2 separate regions of the Sus scrofa genome follow, and region 1 is linked to region 2. The links are chromatin contacts, called in public Hi-C maps. All regions are on one chromosome and are shown on one strand. The core of a region is the stretch at or near the end of the contact, and the rest is flanking DNA. Distances in the headings are between cores, read along the strand shown. Region 1 holds the start of POLE4 (DNA polymerase epsilon subunit 4). Region 2 holds the start of GCFC2 (GC-rich sequence DNA-binding factor 2).

What was found. A called contact is a pair of places that touch in the nucleus more often than the background predicts.
Region 1: a Hi-C map of embryonic fibroblasts shows a contact between it and region 2, with 2.8 times the contacts expected there. The contact joins the promoter of POLE4 here to the promoter of GCFC2 in region 2. A contact is called at or near these places in 1 of 5 promoter capture datasets (liver) and 1 of 47 Hi-C or Micro-C datasets (embryonic fibroblasts).

Annotation. Positions count from the first base shown.
Region 1 is chr3:68,114,411-68,119,760 of Sscrofa11.1, forward strand. It overlaps POLE4 (DNA polymerase epsilon subunit 4), which reads right to left and starts at 2,898. Exons shown (of 5, transcript XM_021087319.1): 1 at 2,624-2,898; 2 at 1,939-2,023; 3 at 1,232-1,273. The coding sequence starts at 2,842.
Region 2 is chr3:67,546,517-67,551,687 of Sscrofa11.1, forward strand. GCFC2 (GC-rich sequence DNA-binding factor 2) reads left to right here and starts at 1,287. Exons shown (of 17, transcript XM_021087312.1): 1 at 1,287-1,621; 2 at 5,004-5,135. The coding sequence starts at 1,345. It overlaps LOC106509776 (a long non-coding RNA gene), which reads right to left and starts at 1,225. Exons shown (of 3, transcript XR_001307629.2): 1 at 769-1,225.

The DNA.
Region 1 (5,350 bases), core at 1,648-4,147, 570 kb after region 2:
CCTGCTGTGGCTCAGCAGGTTAAGAACCTGACTAGTATCCACAAGGATGCAGCTTCAGTCCCTGGCCTTGCTCAGTGGGTTAAGGATCTGGCAATTGTGGTGAGCTGTGGTGTAGGTCCCAGTCACAGCTCAGATCCAGTGTTGCTGTGGTTGTGGCATACGAGGGCAGCTGCAGCTCTAATTTGACTCCTAGCCCAGCAACTTCCATATGCCTCAGGTGCAGCCTTTAAAAAAAAAAATTCAAGAAAAGATATGTGAAGGTATTAAGGCTTTGAGGAGGTAAACAGAACCCTGGTCGTTAAAAGTGAGAAACTAAAGGTACATGGCTTTTCCAAAACTATTCAATCAATCTATATGCAGGGAAGAGTAAACTGATCAGATTTAGGGGCAGCAGGAAGAGAGCTCTAGGTAAAGAGAGTTAAAATGAGGTATTTCAGATATTTTCTATTTCAATGACAAGATTTAATTAGTACACATGAGTTAATCCAAGATTCTTAAGAACAAACAGATACAGGCCAGTAGAGAATCTCACTGCGGCAAAATCATCACTTTAGAGAGATTGTTGAAGAAGAAAAAAGAACAAGAGGTAACCCTTTAAACGTTGGCAATTGTTTCTGATCTCTAGCATTATGATAAGGGGTAAGATTTATATCTAGAGATGGGGCTCAAAGTCAGAAACAAACTTCTGAAAATCCCCCAACTCCACTGGGGTCTTTCCAGTCCCTCCCACTGTTCATGGTTAGCAGTTTTCATAAAGTTCTAATTACCCAAAGGAATTTGAATTGTAATTTGTGTTTCCTATCTTAACAGGAAATAGAATTACTCCTACATGAACAAGGAAGAACCAGGCATCAATTTCATAAGGTTTTGAACTCAGATTTTAGCATGAGAAAGACAAGTGGAGGCGTTCCTGCTGTGGCAGAGTGAGTTACGAATCTGCATCAGCTCTGGTTGCTGCCCAGGTGCTGGTTAGATCCCTGGGTCTGGTGTAGTGGGTTAAAGCATCCTGCTTTGCTGCAGCTGCAGTGCAGGTCACAGCTGAGGCTTGGATTCAATCCCATATCCCTTCCATATGCCATGGCTGTGGCCATTAAAAAAAAGAAAAGAAGAAGAAGAAGAAGAAAGGAAGGAAAGAAGGGAAGGGGATAAAGAGGGAAGGAGATTAAGGAGGGAAGGAAGGAGGAAGGAAAGAAGGCAAGTGGAAAGGACTACCCCCTGATAGAGAACTCACCTTCCAGGAAAGCAAATTCGTCCACAGCTTCTATTGCATTATCTGAAACACAAGGTAAAGGGACACCTGATTAACTGTGGACACAGGCATCAAACCTCTTACAAGAGCACAACACACACAATGAAGGGCCTGAGGCTTTATGCAAATAAGCATTTATAAAATTTGTCCCTTGCTATCTTGAGATCTACATCTTCTCCACCACCAAATACTACGTATCAGCTGTCTCTCTACAGCCTAGGTAAATACTGTTCCCTGGGGGGAACCTCTTTCCTCTGAAAGTCATCAGAGAAGAGAGTCTGGCTATAGAGCAAGGAAAGTGAGATTGTGGTATACGAAAATTTACACACATTCTAGAGTAGAAAAAAGTAGAGTCAGAAATCAAACCTATCCTTTCTAGGTGGAAAAAAAAAAAAAAAAAAAACGACAAGCCTGGTACAATATAGCAGAAGGAATAAAGGGGTCTAGTTAGCTTTGGCAACATCCAGGCTCCTTTTGGTTCTCTGTCCCAACACCACTCCAGCCAACCAAAACAGACATTCGAGAGGCACGATCTTCTGGCACAGTGACAGTTCAACAGAAAACATCATAGGAAGAGACCTGTGGTGTCCCTCATCTTAAAGTGATGCCTTCTCAACTAGTGTAAGGAGAGTCTCGCCCAGCCCTCCCTTGTGTACCCACAGATGCAAGACACCAAAGTGACAGTCTACCCAAATCTCTCCTCTGAAGGGTTTTCCTCTTTCCCTGTTGAGCACAGCAGTAGGCATCCTTTGCAATGGTCTCCACAAACAGTTCCTATTAAGAAAAGCAGAAGGGGAAAAAAGTAAAAATTGTAATAAACAAACCAAAATTAAAAGAAAAGAAAAAAGAAAATAAGCAAAGTTGTATCCACGAGTTCTAGTGCAAATGCTTGTTCCTGTTTGAGTGGGGGCCAAGGGTGGAAGAGGGCACAGATGCACGGGGAGGTTCTCAGGGAAGCTGAAATTTCTCCTGGACTTCATAAAAGTCTATTCCCCTCCCCTCTCCTGCTGTAGTCCAGACACGTCTGTCCCTCCCTCACTCTGAAGATTCACCCCACTCACTTACTTGAAACAAGTTATAAAGTTAGACTAGAGACACAAATCAAAGTCGCGGAAGAGGTAGGTCCTACGAAACCAATACAAGTACTGCATGTGACCCTTTCTCTGTCTTCCCTCCCGATACTCACAACTCAGTATCCGGCCCCAGCACCCCTCTAACCTCTCGGGCCTCAGCACAACCTGCCCCAGATGGCCTTCTTACTGCCCACGCTCACATCTCAAATTTGGCCCCAAATACAGCTAAGCTCCGCCCTTCCGAAAGGCCCCCGAGGCCCCGCCCCGCCCCACTAGGTGACCCAGGCGCTCCCCGCCGCACCGCGGCTCGTGCCAGGATGAAGATGGCTTCCTGTCCCGCGAGCGTCACGTCGGGGTCCGCCTTCACCAAGGCCTTCACTCGCGCCAGAGGTAGCCTCGAGAGACGAGCCCCAGGCGTACTTGTCGGGGCTTGGGGCTGCGGGGCCGCCGCCTCCCCAGCTGAGCTGTCCTCTTCCCGGGCAGGCCCACTTCCAGCTGCCGCCGCCACCGCGGCCGCCATCCGGGCCCCGGGCGTGCTGCGCGCGGCCGCCGACTGTGCGCGCGCAGGCGGTGCCGGCCCCTTTCCCGCGCGCACTGGCAGCCACGCCCCCTGATGGCTCGTGACTCCGCCCCCCCCCCAACCGGCCAGCGTGGCGGAGTATCCCGTGAGAGAGGCGGAGGGCTGGCGTTTAATCTTTTCTATCCCTCACAGCGCTTCTGAGGTCTGGTGGTCCGATTTTGCAGTTTGCTTTGCATCTCACGCGATGTCCTACCTAGTTGAGCTCTCTTTTGAGAACTTGATTGTAAAAGTAAACAGCAGTAATAGAAATATATAGGAGAAACTTGGACAAATGTATATGCTCCTGGAGGAGACAGTAAAGTAGGAGAAATAAAAATGTAGGCGGGGAAAGAAGTAAATGATGGGCATCGCTTCAACAATTCTTCCCTCTTTCCCATGACGAAACCTCATCTGCATCACAGTCCAATTAGGAAAAGGAAACTACACAGAGTTTGAACAGGGAAAGTAATTTGAATAGAAAGTTTAACATAAAAGTTAAACTATAAGAGTTCCCGTCGTGGCACAGCAGAAACAAACCTGACTAGCACCCATGAGGACACACAGGTTCAATCCCTGGCCTTGCTCAGTGAGTTAAGGATCCAGCGTTGCCATGAGCTGTGGTGTGGGTCGCAGACACGGCTCAGATCTGGTGTTGCTGTGACTCTGGTGTAGGTCAGCGGCTATAGCTCTGATTCCACCCCCAGCCTGGGAACCTCCATATGCCACAGGTGCGGCCCCATAAAGACAAAAAAAAAAAAAAAAAGTTACTCTAACAGGATTGACTATGAGTGAGTAAGGAGAAGTCTAAAAAATAGAGGAATCACACATAGGCTCCCAGGGCTGGTGTGGAAAGCCCAAGGACGGAAGGAACATGAGAAAGCACCCATCCCACCAAGCTCTTATTGGAGAGGAGTCTTGACATTAGTCTCAAGTGAGAATCAAGGCAGCCAGCAGTCACCGTGCTCTGCTTACTTGCCTACTCACCAAGGTGATTATTGGACACCTTCTCCTTACTGTTGCCGGAAATATCAGCTGCCTCTGTACACAATGCCAAACAGAAAGGTGTAGAGTTGGAGGAAACAGAGAAAGTAGCTTTAATTGCCAGTCAAAGAGGGAACACAGCAGGCTAGTGACTCAAGGACTGTGACCCCCCTGTACTCCCTTGGAGGGTGTAGTGAGGAGTCTTACAGTGTTTGAGGAGCAGGGCGTGATCAGCTCCTGGGCATTTTCTTGATGAGTGGGTGGTGAGATAATTAAGAGTCAGTGTCATTAACCTTCTGGTTCCAACCAGACTGGGGTCTATATTCTTGTGGGCTGCATACAGTCGAAGTCTTCCACCTGGTAGGGGCTTCAGCACCTGCAAAACAGCTCCAAGGACATGGCTCAGAATATTATCTATAGTCCTTGCAGGACAATTCATTAAAAGGTCTTTGACTTTGTTGAATGGCTAAACTATTATTCTGTCTTGCTTGACTGTTGTCCTTTTTCTCTGTATTTTCTTTCTCTGATTAAATTGATTCTTTGACTAAAGTTTCTCTGTAGATAAAAAAGCAGGTGGAGGGCACGAGTGGGGGTCCACTCTGGGAAGGCGTCACGGGGTCCTGCTCAGTTACAGTATTCCCCAAACACATCACACCTTATCTTCAGTCTGAGATAGGAGGTGGATGGCCCCCTGGGCTAAGAAGAGCAGGGACTTGTTGGGCTGCGTAAATTGGGACTTGCTTCTTTTGACACCTCAAGGGGAAAGTTAACGGCAAGAGCTGAGCTCTGCTGGAGTAGAAAGATAAGATGACCACTTCAATCACTCTGGGGGTCAAGGAGAGCTCCCCAATTACACATATGCAGTAAACCTCCTAGGAGTCAAAAGGGGAGGGGCGCCAGGCCATAATAAGTCCTGATACCATCCCAGAGTCCTTTGCTCTGGAAACCATCTTGACAAAAAAAAACATGCATGCATATCTGAGATGGCCCTGGTCCAGTAGGTATGAGAAATAAAACAAGATAATTGGCCAAAGGAAAACAAAGACCCAGAAGAACTTCCTATATAAGTGATTTAAATTGCCTCCCTGGCACACTCCTCATTCCGGGGGACACCCACACTCCTCTTTTGGGTGTGTATTAATGTATTTTGCTTCCATCTTAGATAAACTCGTTCTCTGTGTGCTCTCCCACATATTCTACTGTGTTTCTACAATAAACTTTATATCTGTCTTTATAGTCTTTGCCTCCTTGAAACATTCTTGCTTTTTCTTTTTCTTTTTTTTTTTTTTTTTTTTTTTTTGCTATTTCTTGGGCCGCTCCTGCGGCATATGGAGGTTCCCAGGCTAGGGGTCGAATCGGAGCTATAGCCACCAGCCTACACCACAGCCACAGCAACGCAGGATCCGAGCCGCGTCTGCAACCTACACCACAGCTCACGGCAACGCCGGATCGTTAACCCGCTGAGCAAGGGCAGGGATCGAACCCGCA
Region 2 (5,171 bases), core at 37-2,536:
GAGTATATATTTTTTAAGTAATTTCCAATCTGTAGGGCTAACTTGGATGTACTAACTGATCATCAGGACCAGGACCTCCATGCATATTGCGACCCTCTGGTCCCAGGCCAAGGATCTCATCATAGTAAATGCAAGAAAAAAAAATGATGCTGAAAAAATGAAAGCACAAAGGTCCATACTTTTATAGATGCATTTCCACAAAACTGTTTTTAATTGCCAAAGAACAGTGTGATACTTTACTTACAAATAAGACTTATCAAAATTTTTATCTGATAAATTTTGACATAATTTGGCTTAACATGGCAATATATCCATTACTTATAACAAGACAGAAAGAAAAAATAGCTCTATGAGAAAGGAGGCATTTTCCAAAAGATTGACATAATCCTTTTGTAAGTAGCACATTTATCACTAGAGGGCGCTCAGAACCCACTAACCAATGCCTAATAACGCTGACTAAAACATTTCACTAATGGGAAGAAAAAAAAAAAAACAAAACGGCTTAAGTAATACATTGGTTTCCAAAAGTTGGAGAATATTTCATATGCCAATTTTCTTCAGTTACTAACCTCTGAAAATTTAAGTTATTTTAAAAAGGTGAATAATGCAAAGTCTCCTAATAACCAGCTAATCAATAAGTTAGTATTGTAAATAAGTATAGTGGGGATAGATAAGATATATGGCGTTATTCATGCTCTCTGGGGGGGGGGAAATCCTAATATTCATGAGAAAGGGCAAATAATATAAGATAGTGATGATTATGGGTACCTGGAAAGGCTTCTTGCTCTCTGGTTGCTCTTTACTTGTTTCTATCTGTAATTCTAAGAGGCCATCCTTTTTATCTCTGTGCTTTTCTTCTTGATTGTTGCTTACTTGTGCAGTATCATTTCTGTGTAGATGTTACTGTTTAGCTTCCAGAGACAATCTCTTACACAGTGTAGGCTTATTTGTTTTAATTCTTGTTTAGAAAGAGAACTTCACTTTCTCCAGAAAGTCGAAGAGTGGATCCAGTCCAGGATGTGGGCACAACGCCTGAGTCCCAGACAGGGTTTGCACAAAGAGAGCCTGTGAGTGCTGCTCTCCATAGCAGTTAGCTTGAGGAACCTGCGGTAATCTCTTCGCGAGCACCTGCATAAACTGACCTTGCAAAGAGAACGCCGCACATCCCTAGAAACCCCGGGAGACGAGTTGGGTCGTACAGAACGAAAAAAGAAAACTACGCATGCGCATGGCGAAGCCGGCGTCGAAGCCGCTTGGCTCCCGCGCGCTTACGGGGCGGCGAGGCGGGAGGCGGGAGCGTGCGCCTGCGCGGAAGCCGTAGACCTGGTGTGTCTGGGTTCGGTCATGGCTCACAGACCGCAGAGGACTTTTCGGCAGCGCCGAACTGACTCTAGCGACAGCGACAGCGGCCAGGAACCAACTGCCGAACCAGGGGTGCCCGGAGAGCAAGTAGCCCCGGGCCCTGCGGAGGAAGGAATGCTGTCCGAAGGAGGCTGCGCGGAAGTGGCAGAACGGCTCCGCCGGGCCCGGGGCGGGGGCCGGGGCCGGGGCCGGGTCTGGGCGAGTTCCCGGCGCGCGGCGAAAGCGGCTCCGCGCTTGGACCCAGGATCGGATGCCCCAGGTGACACAGGGCGGCGGCGTGGGTGCCCGGGGCGGGGGCGGGAGGAAGACCCCGAGGAGTTAGGGTGGTTTCGGATCTAACCCGGTGCTTACCAGGATGTGGGCTGCATCGCAGGAATAGTAAGCATGACAGCCTGCTTGCGAACACCCGCCCGCTGCTGGCATCTCCACACTGGGCTCCCAGGGGCAGTAGAATGAATCCTGTTAAGTTTGGGCTCCTCTGTTTTGCAACATCAAATGAACCTTCACCAATTATAGCTTTAGTGCTGCACCTGATGCTTATGAGGAACCTAAATCGCCCCAGAAGAGTTAAAAAATTTTCTGATATTTCTAAGTAAGTGGTAATACTTTCTGGAAACGTCCCTAATTGTTTTTCTAGAAAACATCTAACTGGATGGAATGGTACGCTGGAAAAATTTAGGTGACAGGCTTTGGGACATTTTACTTTTTTTAATTTAAACCATTATTTAAAGAAAAGATTATGTCACTAACAGTAGGTAAATGACACTGTAGACTGCCAATAATGATGTTAAATACAATGTAAATTTTGAGATACCTTTGTGTTCCTAAAAATAGGATTCAGGTAGCATCAAGTTGTTTACATAAGGTGTGTTCTTTTTTGAAATGGAGTTTAATAAGAATGGTTAGTCGAGGAAAAAAATTCTCACCACTCTTCGGTGATTTCTTAGTCAGTGTTATAATCACTTGTTTATATGAAGTGTGATTTTTTTTAAATGCTTTTGTATGTTAAGTCATCTGGTTAAACTATCAGGGAGAATTGAGGCCAGCACTTGCTGTTTCACTTGCTTTGTAAAACAGTGGTACTCAAGCTTTTTGGTCTTGAGTATAAAGGGTAAACCTTCATACTTTTAAAAATTATTAACGATCCCAAAGAGCTTTTGGTTCTGTAGATTATTCTGTAATATTTGCCGTATTAGAAATTAAGATTAAATTTTTACTCTTTTAAAATTAATTCATTACATGTAAGGAAAGAAACTTTTTTTATGAAAAATAACTATTTGCCAAAAAAGAGTAAGAGTATCATTGTTTTGACTTGGGGTTTTTTATTTTGTTCTGTTTTTGTTTTTTGTTTTTATGGCTTTTGAGGTTTTTTTGGCCAATCCCGCTGGATGTGGAAAAACTAGAGCCAGGAATCAAAATCTATGCCACAGCAGCGTTCTGATCCACAACAGTGCTCACATTGGGTCCTTAACCTGCTATACCACCAGGGAACTCCAGAGTGACGTCGTTTTGAGTTTGAATCTCTTTAACATCTAGCATAATGGGAGACAGCTGAATTCTCAAAACTATTTCTGTATTCAACCTGTTTAAATATATTTTGTTTTTGATTTTGAAGAAAAGCACAGATAGATGGTTACCAGTCCTCAATAGCCTTTTTGGTTTATGGAGGTTATTGTGCTTTAATGTGACAATGCAGCTCTCAACACGTGATACATTCTCAAAGGTTAGTTTGCAACATGGAAGCTAAAACTCTATCTTCTTTTTTTTTTTTTTGTACTCCATTAGATTAAAATCTTTTGGTGTGTTTTGTACTTTAAAAGAATCTTTTACCCAGGTATGAGTAGTAACATCATGCATTGATTCTTTGAGAAGTGTTGGTTCACTGAGTTGCAGTTTTTGCAGGTGTTGGTATATCTAATTACACGCTATCCAAAAAAACCCTCAATGCTACTACTATATCATCAGTCTTTTAGTATTGGAAAGCTATCAAGTTCTCAAGAGGATATAAGTTTTCTCAAAATTCCAGCCTTCATTTGAAATCAATAATTCTTGAAGTGATATTTTGCTCATTTTGAGAATGTTTGTCAGATATCCATGTCTGAATAAATAGTTTGTCATTCTCTGAAGGCAAATGGTATTCCTGCTCAAATGCAGTGGCAAAGTTCAACTTGCATCTCATCACACAGTGCTTTTTCTTGAGGCAACCATTGCATTTGAGTATGCCCCAGAAGTACTTTATGCATGCTTCCATTTTGATTTACAGAATATTAAAAAGATACGTCCTCAGGATCAAGATTTAATAAAATTTTGCATTGCTTCATTAAGAAACGTGAGTGAAACTGGATGTTTTTATTGCCACTGCATGTTAGCAAAGAAGCTACTACTGCTTCTGTGGTCATATCCCTGTTATGACTCAGACTGAAATATCAGCAGTTTTACCAACCCCTGTTTTTACTTCATTTTGTAAATATCAATGGTAAAGTGTGTGTAACATGTTAATAGTGTGATGGAAGCAGTTTTGGCTTATAGCTGTCTAAAAGTGTTCGAGAGACCTCTAAGGGTTGATGGACTATACTCTTAAGAACCATTGCTTTGGTGTAACTTTTCTTCACTTTAGGAAGATATAGGAGTTGTCATAAATAGCAGTAGCTAAGAAAGATGTAAACTGTAGCTATTTTCCTCTGTCTTTTAAGTTTGGTTTCTTAACTCTAGACTTTTTTGAAATGTATAAGGGATATAAACATCTAATTAAGGGATGTTTTTAAGGTAAAGAGTACTATTTATGTAATCTTGAGTTTTAAGGTTATTCACAAATATGACAAAATAATTGTGAATTAACAAGTCCTTTCTTTGTCAATAATACCATGAATTCCTTTACATTTTGTTCATTCAGTTCTTGAATACCTCTGTGAGAGTTATCATTGAATATTACCTTTAATAGATTAATTGACTGTGTCCTTTCCAGAATCGTACAGTGGAAATAGATTTATGATTTGGTTTGAGACCACAGTGCTCGTTATAGTACTCCTTAACCACCAGCCCTTGATATGTGTCATAATATTTATGAGAGCCTAAATTCCAGAGTTGGATGAAATTAGATTGAAAGCCCTGCTTCTGCATTTAATAACTTTGTGACACTTTGTTATTTAGCCTCTCCATTCCTTAGTGTCCTCATCAGTAATAGCATTTACTTTATAGAATTGCATTAAATGAAACATACCTTGTGAAACAGACTTCAGTATGCCTAGTACATACTAGTGTAGTGTATGTGAAGTGTTCTTTTCTTTTTTTACTTATTTGCTACCACTGCTTTCCTCACTGTCTTAAATATTCCTTCATTTCTTGTCATTTTGTTTCTCCTATGTTCCCTTTCCTCTTTTCATTTCATTCTTTAAGGGAGGATTTTACTAGTTAAGTAGATAGTGCAAATAGGATAAGCCCTTGTACATTTATCAGACCATCTGTTGATTTCAGAAAGAATGGAAGTTAGGGACAGATCTGCATTAGATCTACCTTAATTTAAGTATGTGGAGTAAAATGAAAACACCGTATTTTATATGTGCCATGTATTGTTCAGAATTTCAATTATTGATTCCAACGTCTTGACTCTTTCTTATTATATTTAAAAAATGTCCTCTTAGAATCCAGAACAGTTGATCTTTCAACAGACAGAGAGGATGGAATACATCATTCTTCAGAAAGCAAAGATGATCAGAGTTCATCTTCCAACAGCTCTAGCTCTCTGGAAGAAGAAGAAGAATTTTTATCAACAGGTTGGTAATTTTGGTTAAGAACTTTATTTCTAATAC